3 separate regions of the Rattus norvegicus genome follow, and all the other regions are linked to region 3. A link is a contact called in public Hi-C data. All regions are on one chromosome and are shown on one strand. The core of a region is the stretch at or near the end of the contact, and the rest is flanking DNA. Distances in the headings are between cores, read along the strand shown. Region 1 overlaps Prkn (parkin RBR E3 ubiquitin protein ligase). Region 2 overlaps Pacrg (parkin coregulated). Region 3 overlaps Pacrg (parkin coregulated).

Region 1 (4,112 bases), core at 1,361-3,860, 320 kb after region 3:
GGAGGAAGAGGGCAATGGGGAAAGAATTTTTAATGATGGGACTGGAAATAGAGGAGGGAGAGGGGCTGTGATTGGGGTGAAAAGTGAATTTTAAAAGTATTTAAAAAATGCTTGTTAAAGAGAGGGAAGTGGGGGCTGGGGGTCAGAATTGAGGTTCCTGTCCCTAAAGTTAACTAGAAAGCTCCTATGTCAGTCTCACACCATTATTTAATAGTTTGTATGCTGTTTTGAAGAAATCTTTAAATTAAAAATAAAAAATATACTACAAAACTAAAAACAGACTAATTGAAGAAGCTAAATGATGTAAGAACTTAGAAAATATTATTTGTTTGTTTTATTTTATTTAAGACAGGGCCTCACTATGTAGTCTAGACCATTCTAGAAGTTGCTTCATAGAGCAGTCTGGCCTAGAACTCACAGAGATCCAGCTGCTCTGCTCTGGAGTATTGAGATTAAAGACATGCACTACCCCACCTGGCTCAAGAGACTAGACAGTAAGAGCCTGATATGGAGTAGTCATGTGGGTCCCCTAACAAGTGGAAGGTGGGGGGTTATCTCCATCTCTGTTCCCTGCCATTAGGTCCCCTTTCCCCTACCTGGACTGCCTCATTGTTGGGCCTCAATGGGAGAGAATGTGCTTAGACCTGCTGGGACTAGACTAGATATCTCAGGGTGGGGTGGTACTCAGTGAGGGCTCCCTTTATTTGAGGAGTAAATGAGAGGGCAATGGGGGAGGGGTAAAAAGGCAGATAGTTGGAAACAGCAGGCAAATGGAAGAAATGCTATATATGGTTTGACAAGGGGAATGAGAAGACACTGTGGGAGACATCATGGTATCTAGCCAGAGCCTAATGAAGAGAGTGGTGGCTACAGCAGAGATGATGTCACTTCAAGATCTCTTTAGAAATCCACTGTGACCTGTGAACTAAGAACACAGGGTGCAAATTCCTTACACAGTGAGCAGAGGCCTTCACAGAACCTAGACTCAAAGCCTTGCCTGGAGTTCTTTCACAGAGCCCAGCGTCCTATCATAGGGCCCATGCTCTCTTCAGCTGTCTGCATAGTGCCTTCCATTTCTAACATTTCTTTCTGGGGCAGCCACATTCTGCCTTTGAGTTTAATGCAGTGGACTCTGTGGAGGGAATGAGCATTTGTTCAGTCTGTTGGAGCAGAATATTCTATACACTCATGGGAATCTCGAGATTCCAATCAAGCAAATTCTCCGCTTGATTCCCTCTGTTCCAGAAGGACTGTGAAAGGCACAAAGCAGTCTTGGTTTGCAGGTCACTGGCCAGGGTATAAGCAGGAAACACCTTGGGAAAACTGTTTTTGTTTCTGTTTTTTGTTTTTTTTTTTTCTAACTATTGCTCTATAGAATAAACTTCTCTGTTATAAATGAGAGAAAATTTTTGTCATTCACTGGAGGGCAGGTGAGGGGCAAGAGGCTTCAGAGACATTTCACTGGCCATTAAAGGCTTGGAGTAATGTTCTTTCTTCTCTCTCTGCCCCTGGTCTTGTCTAGTGTTTGTCAGGTTCAACTCCAGCTATGGCTTCCCAGTGGAGGTCGATTCTGACACCAGCATCTTCCAGCTCAAGGAAGTGGTTGCTAAGCGACAGGGGGTTCCAGCTGACCAGCTGCGAGTGATTTTTGCTGGGAAGGAGCTGCAGAATCACCTGACAGTACAGGTGAGTCTCCCTGGGTGGGTGGTCCCTGGGATGTAGCCAGGGCCAAGGCCCTTGCAGTTTATGCTGCCAATCTGACATTCATGCCTGAGATCTAATAGAATAAATAGTGCCTGGGGATTCCTTGAACTTTACTCCACACGGCTTCATTAATTCTGACCTTCTTAATTATGCATTAAAACAGTATGCAGGAAGGACTGGAGGAACAAGTGTGAGTGAGCCAAGAGGGGGAGAAAGAAGCCAGGCGCTCGGCTTAGTGAATAAATGTTTACTGACTGAGGGAGCAGGAAGGCACAATTTCTGGGTCTGTTCAATTTTTACCTTCCTTATTCCATTTGAATCTTAATGAAGAAGGATTCAAATAAATTGTTCCCTATAAGGCTGCTCAGCCCAAGCTCTGTGAGGGATTTACAACCCGACTGTGACCCCTGGAGGACACTCACAGCTGCTGCCTGGACTACAGCAGACACTGGCCCAGGGCCCCATTTGCCGAGGGCTCTGAGCGGTGGATAGGCAGCCTGGAAATTACACAGCAAAAGTCCATCTTCGTATCTCCAAGCATATACAGAGTTATCCCTGGCCTACACCCCGATACAGAACCAAGTGAACCATGGGGTTCTGCTTCCTGTGTATCTGGCCCCTGCTGTGCCATGGAAACCCTCTTCTTTATGGCATCTTGTACATTTGGAGAAATGAGTTTTGCAGGCATCCAAGGAACTGGTTAGCAATCGATGCGCAGGCCGGTTGCCTAGAATGAGAGAACAGTGAGTGTTTTGGAGGGAAGTTCAGCAGAAATGGCCACATTTACTCAAGTGATTAGAAGCAGGGAAAAGCTCGTTCCCTCCTCTCGGTGTATGGTGGAATTGAGCCCCTGCTCCCAGTTGGATGGGGATCTGTGTTGTATTCAGACCTCAGACTGCCTAGTCCCGTCAGTCCTCTTGTGGACTGAGGTGTTCGCTGCTTTGTGAAAAGCTTTTTGGAATGTGGGTGTACAAAGAAACTATAGAAATGCAAATCACTTCTGCTATTCTCCCTGCCCCCGCTGGTGGCAGTAGGACTCACGCCCATTGTGCAGAAACTGCTGTGCCTTGCTTTCCTGCTATTTGTTTTCATAAGGGAAGTGCCTGTGCTAAGAAGTGTTTTGATTTTGTTTTTTATTTCAGTCAACTAAAAAGCTTTCTGCCATTCCTGCCAACTTCTAAACCTAAGTGGTCTCCTTCTCAAATAAATGGTTCTAAAGCTGTTTCTTGAGTCCAGATAGACTTTATTATGAGAACCATTAGATTTTAAAGCCCCTTCGCCTGTACAAGGTGGGGCGAGTGTAACAGTTAGCTGTTCCTTATTCAGTAAGATTAACTGCTGTGGGGGACTGATTTTTATAAAAATCTATGCATTGTTTCAACAGTATTAGCTTGGTTCACACTTTTAGAGCTTCCAGTGCTCAGAGCTTCTCAGGGGCTTGGGTGAAAAGGAGTTCATTCCAGAAGTCTGCTCTTTACCCGCTTAGGGCTCTAAAGTAAAGGAATTCGAGATCAAACTGTCTGCCAGCACCACATAGGATGAAATCATTGAGGTGCCATGAGGTCCAGCCTATAGTACGCACATGCTATGCATAGTTAATGCTGTATAGCCCATAGATATCGTGATGTTTCAAAGGTGCAGACTGGGAAGGTACCAGGACAGAGCTCCCAAATGGACTGAATCCAGATGAGGATTCCTCTGGTGGAAGGACAGCACCCTCCACAGCCTCGGGAGGGAAGATGGGCTTCGTCCTTCCGGAAGCTGGAGGCGATACTGAAGACAGAGGGAAAGATGGAGTCGGCAGGGCATTTGACAGAATCCTGACAGACCTGGCCCTGCAGTGAACGGGATTCCATAAAACGCCATGGGAAGGGAGCTGAATTTCCAGGGGTGCTGAGAGTTTATGAGGAGTGGATATTTATGGAGAGATATTTAACTAACCGTTGGAACCTGGGTCTGGATGTAGGGTGCAAATTTAATATTCACAGATAGTTGCCCAGAGAGAAATACTTTTACAGCAAGTGAAATAGATTCAATCACCAAGGGCTGAGCACAAAGCAGTATGAGTATCCTCATTTCGGTGACAAGGACGCGTGTCAGGAAGTACAGTCCACCCAACTGGCACTCTTGAGGCTTTCCTACAGACTCTAAATTCCGAGACTTAAAACATAAAAGCAGAACATAGCTGTTCTTAGGGGCTGAGGGGATCATTCAGTGACAAAGGTTGTCACAGAAACACAAAAACCTGAATTCAGATCCCAGAACCCACTTTAAGCCTGACGTAGCGATAGCCCTATACAGTTGCTTGTAATTCCAGTGCTCTTAAGGGGACATCAGAAGCTAACAGGGCAGCTAGCCTGGCAGCAGTAAACAAGACACCCTGCCGCAAATTCAGTGAAGGTGGGAAC
Region 2 (4,137 bases), core at 1,069-3,568, 330 kb before region 3:
CCAAGCTGAGGTGACACTATGAGTTTGAGGCCAGCGTGGGCTACATAAGAGCCCATCTTCTTTAAAAGGCCAACCAACCAACAGACCAGCCCATTAAACAAATGAGGAGAATAACAAAACTCAAATCCAGGGCAGAGCTGGTGAAAATTAATCTAAGATATACAAGTGTGAAGGAAGGCTTTTTGTTCACAGTACAGGCACAGCAGAGGAACGGTCTGTGGTTAGACCATGCAGATAGCCCCATGTAGCTCACAAGAGGCAGGCTGGAGAAGGACGGGCTCAGCTTAGAGCTGTGGCCCATGTCTTTGCAGCTTTGTGTACTTGGTGAGTCTTTTTCTTGAGGGTTGGGGACCACAGGGGGCTGTAGTTATTCCCAGGACTTTGCTGTGATTGCCACTGAGTGACATAAGACGGCCCATCTTAGGGTCATGGCATGCCAGGGCGCTATCGTTGCCAGTTCTGGAGCTTGCAAGTCCAGGGAGGACCTACTGCAGTTAACCCATCCTTCTGCAGCCTGCATTTGACCACTGTGCCTGCCTTGCTGGCCCATGAAGGACTTGAGTCCTAGTTGGCCTTGGCAGATCTTACAAACCTTCAGGTCTCCCACTCTGAAAATTCAGGCTGCAGCTACTCGGGGGGAAAAAGGTTCCTGGCAGTACCTAGACTGTGAGACATCTGAGGAACCCCAGTTCTGACAGAGATGCACTCCCTGTGCACCCTCCAGACTCCACCATTATCATGGTTTCTGCCTACAGAGTCATTAAAACGCTTTTTTGCTGCATCCACAGATTTCAGAGGGCTTTAGTGTCCCTGTTCCCAGAAGGGGAGACACTATTGCATTTAGAGAAGTTGCTCATATTGCCTGGTAACACAGGGGAGGGCAACAAAGTTGGGCTTCTAGGAGATAGAGGGATAAAGGGGTGAGCGAGGGCCAGAGGGTGCACAGGGCCAGGGAGCACGGCACATTCTGAAGGCATCCACCTCATAGAGGGATGGTTTACTTTGCTCATACCTCAGGGACTGCCTTCAAATGGTTACCCCGCTTAATGTAAAAAGAGTGGAGGCTGAGTTGGTATTCCAGACTCCCTATCCCCAGTTATTCAGGGACATTTCAAAAGGATCAGGAACAGTTCAGACCAGAGCAAAGACCTCACACAGCACAGACAGGGACCACTTTCATCTGATGTTTTTCCCGGAACTTCTTAGAGAAATAGGACTGTCTGAGATAATACAGAAATAATGAACTGTCATTCTGACCAGTTTGTTTGGTAAGAGTGAAGGCAGGTAGAAATACAGCAAAGTTGCAAAAAAATGGAGTCTTAAAACTGTGGCACATAACAACTTATTCTGTAAGGTGAACTTACAAAGACGTACAAGACTGTAATCAGGGGACTTTTCTCCCCATGGTGCATACCTTGTGTAATGGATTTCAGTCTATTTAAAGTTTGACTCACCGAGTGGCTGGCTATTCAAAATGTCAAACACAGGGAACATATCCATGAACATTGGTCAAAACTGTACTTATCATGTGGAGAGAATATCACCAAGAGAGAAGCAGAGTAAAGACTCTAGTCATATTTTTGAGAAAAGCATTAATATCAACAAGAAAATAAACCACAGGTAAACCCGTGTTTAAGCAATCAGACTACCATCATCATCTTCATCATTAAAGACTGGCATGGTCCACCCTCAGAAGAGGGGACTGTTAGGAGTGGCCACGCCAGGGAGAATGTGAGAACTCTGCCCATAGGAGAGGGTCCTTGAGTTGAAACTGTGAGCTGCCTGGGTTTGGCAGGGGTGGGTGTGACTACGGTTTGATGGAGGTGTGAGGGAAAAAATGGTCAGAAACAAAGAAGAGAGCCAGGCCAAGCTACAGGAGAGCGGATGCTGTGAGCTAATGTTGATGGCTAAGTGTCCTTAGGAATGAGGCCAGTATCCCAGGAGGCCACCGGGAGTGAAAAGTGTCCCAGGAGGTCTTGGGCTAATCTCTGTGTCTGTCTTCTCCCAAAGGACATTCCTTGTAAGTACCAGCCCACGATTTTTCCTACAGTTAGTGATCTTCCTCGGAGTTAGGGAGAAATAGGCAGGCTCTATTGACAGTCGAACCTGCGGCACTCCCTGCCCCACAGGTACCTGGAAAATCAAATTGGTGATGCTGGGCCGTGACAGCTTCCATACGGCTCCTTTTAGACAAAGATTCATGTATTAATCGCTGGTAAATAGCGCCTTTTGTTGTGCTCGAAAGGTCAAAGACTGAATGGGTCACAGGACAGGCACATTTTCCCACTGTGGCTGAGGGGGTTTGGGAAGCCTGCACAATGGAGAACTTAGCACACCCTGGGCTTCACCCCCTTCCAGAACGCAGCAGCGACAAGCAGCACTTTATTCCACATTCTTGCTTTTTAAAAAATATTTAGCTGTGGGAGAAGGCTCTGTGGCTTTGTTTGTTTCCAACTGTACCAACCCCAACGATGAAACAACAGAGCAGAATGAAGTCGCTTGTTCGGAAGGGAGTTGGAGTCGCACTGTTCTGTGCTTGCAGAGTGTGCGTCATGGGGGCAGACAGAGACAGAGAAGCTGAACGAAAACCGAGAGCCCGAGCCTTGCTTTGCATGTCCTGATGATGCCGGGACAGGCTAATGTCAAGCTGCGGCTGACAGGCAGGTGGGGGTGTGATCTCCATTTTGAAACATGCACTTTTCTCCGTATCTTGAGAAGCAGGAGTCGAGGTGACTCGAGCTCCCTGCTTTAAATGCAGACAATGCCACTGGGGGCAAATGTGTCTGTGAGAACAGGACACTTAAAATAACAGCAGTGTCAACCAGGTGCTTATTTACAATTGTCAGGTCTGATTAGGAGCTGATATCACTATTTAGGAAGTGGGGAGCCTACGTTCAGAAGGGTAGGGAGAGACATTGATGATGGAAAAGATACATTTTATTTATAATCACGTGAGTGGGGCTTATGTGGCGGGTGCAAGGCAGGTTTGTGCCCCATAAGAATGACATCCAAACAGCTGAAGGAGATAGACGGGCTGTTCTTAGAGATGCTGGCATGCAGGAGACAGGCAATGGCCTGACCTCCCAGAGACAGTTCCCAGCTCCAACTTATTTAAACTCCATTTAGCACTTTGGATGTCAAATCTTCTCTGATTATCTGAGAAACCTGCTTCAGCATTAAACCCATTCGAACTCCTCTCCTGTCTAATCCCTTTGAAACGGCTCCGACCCGTATGCTACTTCTTGGCCTTTTTCAGGTCACGGCAAGACGTGTATACTTCCTGTCCGCCCTCCGATGGCATCTTCCTAGTGCAGAGGCTCAGCTCATGCCCGTCACTAGGGCCCATGGCAAAGGGCAGTTACATAAGACACATTTACGTTTCACACAGATATCTGCTACTTGGTGGACACTGGCCAACAGCAGACAGAGATCATGTAGAATTTTGATAAAACATCCCCACTAGGGTTTCGATTTCTAGACTGTCAAAGCCCAGTTTCTCTTTTATTTAGTGACTACTGTTACAGAAAGGAAGGATCACAATCAGAGGTGAGAGGCGCAAAGCAGAAAGCCAGGCCAGTGTAGCTGGAGCAGCCAGGCACTTCTTCTAAGCCAGGTTTGGGATTGGCTTTGAAGCTGTGCTCCTTGGCGCTGAGCCCACCCTTGGCCTTGGTGGGATCTGCGGCTACTGTTGCAGGGTGTTCTTTGTGCACATGGAAAGCTCTGGGGGGCCCTGCAGGATGAAGGGGCGAGTGAATACATTGGGGTCCTTGCCTCTGGGGGAGCTTGCCAGCTGGGGGAGGAACTCTCTTAGGTCACTTTTCACACAGAGCAAATGGTCACCAGCACCCACGGGAACACACGTGGCTTCCGAAGCGAGCCTTACAGTCTCCTTTTGCTGCCCACTGGACATGAGCCTGGAGAGAACTCTGGCCCACTTCTTTAAGCTGGGTGCCCAAGGGACTCTTAGGTGAGAGACAGGAAGAGCAATCGAGAGTATGTGGATGGCCACCTGGCTCAGAGAACATTCCACGCAGATTTGGGATTTTCTGTTTTGGATGCTGTTTTCAGTAATACTTTTTAACGGTAAATGGAAAGACAGTCTCGGGAGCAGTCACAGCTACTGTTACTTGGAAATAA
Region 3 (4,237 bases), core at 1,392-3,891:
CTTCCCTCCACTTACAGACATTTGTGTCCTAAGTGAGCTAAAGAAAGAAGATCCCTGGGGCCTCAGCCCTGCCATCCTGCTGTCTGTCTGTCTGCCTGCCATGGTGCTAATAAATCTTTTAATAAACCTCTTGCTCAAAGGAAATAGAATAATTATAAAAAGATGCTTGCCAGAGGGTTGATCTTTTTCCCTTGCTGTTTCGTGTCCTCCTTGCTCTCCCCACCTCCCAGATCACTCTGCCCTTCAGAGTCTACAGCAATTCAGATTGAAAAGGGAGAAAACTTGATCTTTTCCTACCCCACTGCAAGGGTCCTGGGTCACAGAACAGCAAGAGAAAAGCTTAGCAAATGTGTCTAGCCAAAGTTTTTACACACAGAGAAATGAAGACCAAAGACCCCAGGAAACAGCCTCTGTGTGCTGACTCTTATCCAGGATTTGAGAGCTGTGCAGAAACTCCCCTGGAACAGAGGAGCATTTGCTTCTCAGCTAGTGTGATAAAGGGAAGGGGATCAGCCAGCGCACTTTCTGAAGAGAGCAGGGTGCTTCCAAAACAGGCTTGAGGAGAAGGAAGAGGCCAGAAACCAGCCTTGCAGGCTTTGATGAGGATTTCTGGTTCTGTTTCAACCTTGGGCAGAATGGAGGACAGGAAGGCCAGAGGAGTGACCTCCACAGAGATATATTTGGGACAGTAAATCTGAGCCCTGTGACCCCTTCAGTTAGGTGCTGTAGTAAGTTTAATTTCTAGTTAATTTGATTGGAAAAGATAGTTTTGTTTGGCTTAGATATAAAAACTCAGTAAGGCAAAATTGAAAAGTTCTCAAGTAGCTGGGTGGAATGCATTCTATCAGATATGAAAGAAAACAAAGACCGAGGCACATTTGGAACCCTTAAATGAAATAAATGGCTTTATCACTCTACCTTTCTTACAGTAACTCTGGTCATTTTTGTTTGGTTTCAGGCTCTGGGACAAGGCCAGGAATAAGGCTCTGAGGTACATATTTTACATACCAAAGAGAACTGGCCTCCGGGTTCTCCCAACATCCCTCAATCCCTACCTGGCATACTCTGTCCCCAATCCTGAACTTTCCAGCCCAGTGGCTGGGCTGCCTTCCCCAGAGGCTCTTCCCTACATAATCTCAATCTCTCTCTCTCTCTCTCTCTCTCTCTCTCTCTCTCTCTCTCTCTCTCTCTCTCTCTCTCTTCAGGATGTGAAGCCACCAACATCTTCATGCAGAGCATTCTTTACAGAGAAGAAGCGAGGAAGCAGAGTCTGCAAGAGGGTCCTCTGTCATGGCCTGCACTCTCTCTCTAGTGAGGACCTTGGAAATTGGAATTCCCTGTCTTCCTCAAGGCAGCTATTGAGCCCAGGAAGATCTCTTTTTCCCTGCCCTTTATGGAGCCTCACATGACAGGAAGGAAGGAGAGCAATACAGGAACTCTGACGAGTGAGTGAGTGAGCACATGGTTTTGTTAAGTTTCCTAGTTTACTGCCTCTTGGAGCACACTAAATGTCTGTAAACTACACAGATTTCCCATTTCCCATGGACACCTATGTCACAAAGTTCTCGATTGTCATTTCTTCATTGCTACTGTGGCCTCAGTCCTGTTCTTTGTGACGGGTTAGGAGAAGATAACATCTCTTCATCCTGTAGCATCCTTGGGTATTATACTCCAGGGTTACAGCCAGCATTCTCAGAATACTCAGACTTAAGGCATATCAGCGCAGTTATTATATATCGCTCTGGACATTTAAATTAACAGTTGATGCTTTCCAGTAACTTTTTATAAAGTACTGGGTCGCCAGATAATAACAAGAATATGTACACATTTATTTTTAAAGAACCTTCTGTCGAGTTGCATACAAGGCAGGCTGTGATATGATGGTCAGAAAAGACAGGAATGGGGCAGGCTGTATAGTTGATTCCTCCGACAAAGTGTGGGCAATGAGCATATTTTATATTTAGATTTGGTTTATTGAGGGGACCCTAAACTTTTTTTTTTTAAGTGCACATGAATCGTCTGGAGAAATCAGCGTCTAAAGTGATTAATTAGACCTTATTTTGTCCTGAACAGATTTACTAAGCATTTTTCAAATAGCCACAATGTTTGTAATTACCAGAATCACACCTCCATTGGCCAGCCTTGGTTACTTCATGCATGAACAACAATCTGATTGAGCACTCTTGTTAGGGTTTCATTCTGCGTTGTAATTAGCCATAATCATAGCCTTCCTGGGTGCATGAGAATGTGCAAGCAAGTATTCACGGACTCGGCCCATTTGAATATGAATCTTCTCAGTGAGGAGCAATAAAGCAGGAGAAACAAAACAGTTTCTCTAGGGAATCCAGTGAAGCATCTCTCCTCTGATTCTGCCCCCTTCAAAATGTTCTCCCTCCAGTCTCTGGATTCTATTTGCTAAAACAAGGGTGGCTTAATGAAGACAATGGCCTATTATCCCTTAAGTGACACAGGAGGGCCTAAGTATTACAGGCTTAGTTCTTTCAGTCTTTGCCAAGGACACAAGGAACAAAAGAACAAGCAATTGTGTGTGGGGAAGAGAATTCGGTCCAGGCTCCACTAGGGGACCACTCCAAATGAGATGGGGCCATGCTATTCTTACGCTCTGAGGAGGCTGGTGCATGCTGGCTTTCTTCTCTTTCTTCCCCTCTTCACCCCCTGCAAATGACTCAGGCATTACAGAAAAAGGCTCCAAGCAGCAGGGATTGAAAACAAAGGCTTAGTGGAGGAGGGGTGACATTTCTGATCCCATCCCAAGCACATTCAGAGTGAGCCACCTACTGGCAACTCCTCTCTTCCTTTTTTTTTTTTTCACGCTCTAATCCCCTCAACTCTTAAGGAAAGACCTGGGTAAACAGAGTAGGATCAGGCCACAAGTGTTTTTAGCCAAGAATGGAGGAATAAAATTCACAGGGAAAGCTTTCACAGCAGTATGGAGTCTTTGAGAGAAAACACAGTTTGGACCAGTTGAAGTATGACAAAATGTCAAACATGAAGGGTTGTTTAAAAGGCTGTGTGCACTGCACAGAAAATGAAAGATGACTCAAGTCTACTGAAAGATATCGACTGATAGATTCATGAAGATAAGTCAACTAATTGTTTAAACAGTTAAAACACACAAAATGGTTTTGTCCTTGAATAACTTTCAGTTCTTCAATGTATTCGTTTTTTGTAGTGTTTTGTTTACTTGTTTGTTTTTTGTTTCTGAGACATTCTATGCCACTAATAAAATATCTGAATTCTTTGTTGGCATTGTACCATGGGAAGGCTCAAGGGCTGTGATGTGACCCTAATCATTTTCTGACCACCTTACAGGTTTAGGATCTGCATCATCTTGACAAAGTGAGTCCTCGTAAGGCAACATGAAGCAATCAGCTACTGGAATTTCAACTTGTGGTCTCATGTGCATGCTCTATGCATGTATAACCATAGTTTAAGGGCTGAGTAAGCCTGTGACCATTCTTGGTATAGTATGGCAAACATTTTGGGGTTATTAGAAGTAGCCAAAGGCACTTCATAGAAGAGATCTGAGGCGGAAGTTGGACATCATGAGGAAAGGGGCCATGACAGGCACTATAACTGACGCTGAATCATGTCTTCTACCAGGGGAACACTATGAACCTGGTAAGTCCTCAGAGCCAGGGCCACACTCTCCTAAGAAGGGAGTCAGTGTGCTGAGGTGCTGGGGTCATCTTACCAACTGGGCAGCTGTGAGCATTTTCACAGATCTCTCATCATAAGCTGCATTCTCACTAACATGAGGACTTCTTCAGAACATGTCCTGATGGTCTCTCTAGTGGGGTTCTTAGCGTTTTTGTAGGCTGTTTTCTTGTTTAAGGCCACTTCATCGTTTTCATAGAATATTATGACAAACCTACTATACTTAAATTACTCTGAAAAGCACAAGAAGAATCTCCATGACTATTGACATTAAACTGAAGTCTGGCAGAGGCCACCATTCCTTATAATGTCTTCTTTGAAACAACATATTTTTATGTCATGTGCATTGGTGTTTTGCCTGTATGTACGTCTGTATGTGTGCATGCATGCATGTATGTCTGATATAAGGGTGTCAAATCCCCAGGAATTGGAGTTATAGATAGTTGTGAGGTACCATGTGGGTGCAGGAAATAGAGCCTGGGTCCTGTGGAAGAACAGCCAGGGCTCTTTACCCCTGAGTCATCTCTGCAGCCACTATTCCTAATAATTTCAAAACTGG

Evidence for each region. A called contact is a pair of places that touch in the nucleus more often than the background predicts.
Region 1: a contact with region 3 is called in a Hi-C map of Schwann cells, with 8 times the contacts expected there. The contact joins two enhancer-like sites. A contact is called at or near these places in 2 of 12 Hi-C or Micro-C datasets (the A7r5 cell line and Schwann cells) and 1 of 1 datasets of contacts at active chromatin or transcription factors (oligodendrocytes).
Region 2: a contact with region 3 is called in a Hi-C map of Schwann cells, with 9 times the contacts expected there. The contact joins two enhancer-like sites. A contact is called at or near these places in 1 of 12 Hi-C or Micro-C datasets (Schwann cells) and 1 of 1 datasets of contacts at active chromatin or transcription factors (oligodendrocytes).

The regions. Positions count from the first base shown.
Region 1 is chr1:52,202,764-52,206,875 of GRCr8, reverse strand. Prkn (parkin RBR E3 ubiquitin protein ligase) reads left to right here. Exons shown (of 12, transcript NM_020093.1): 2 at 1,523-1,686. Among named protein-coding and RNA genes, the nearest start is that of Prkn, 230 kb to the left of the region's middle. Within about 2 kb of position 2,610, at least 37 of the 93 cell types and tissues checked have an H3K27ac peak or open chromatin away from gene starts, as enhancers often do. A contact at or near this core is called in Schwann cells, where this site is marked.
Region 2 is chr1:52,848,447-52,852,583 of GRCr8, reverse strand. The region is part of intron 4 of Pacrg (parkin coregulated); the gene reads right to left. The region is part of intron 2 of LOC120100098 (a long non-coding RNA gene); the gene reads left to right. Among named protein-coding and RNA genes, the nearest start is that of Cahm, 84 kb to the left of the region's middle. Within about 2 kb of position 2,318, at least 36 of the 93 cell types and tissues checked have an H3K27ac peak or open chromatin away from gene starts, as enhancers often do. A contact at or near this core is called in Schwann cells, where this site is marked.
Region 3 is chr1:52,523,040-52,527,276 of GRCr8, reverse strand. The region is part of intron 2 of Pacrg (parkin coregulated); the gene reads right to left. Among named protein-coding and RNA genes, the nearest start is that of Pacrg, 95 kb to the right of the region's middle. Within about 2 kb of position 2,641, at least 57 of the 93 cell types and tissues checked have an H3K27ac peak or open chromatin away from gene starts, as enhancers often do. A contact at or near this core is called in Schwann cells, where this site is marked.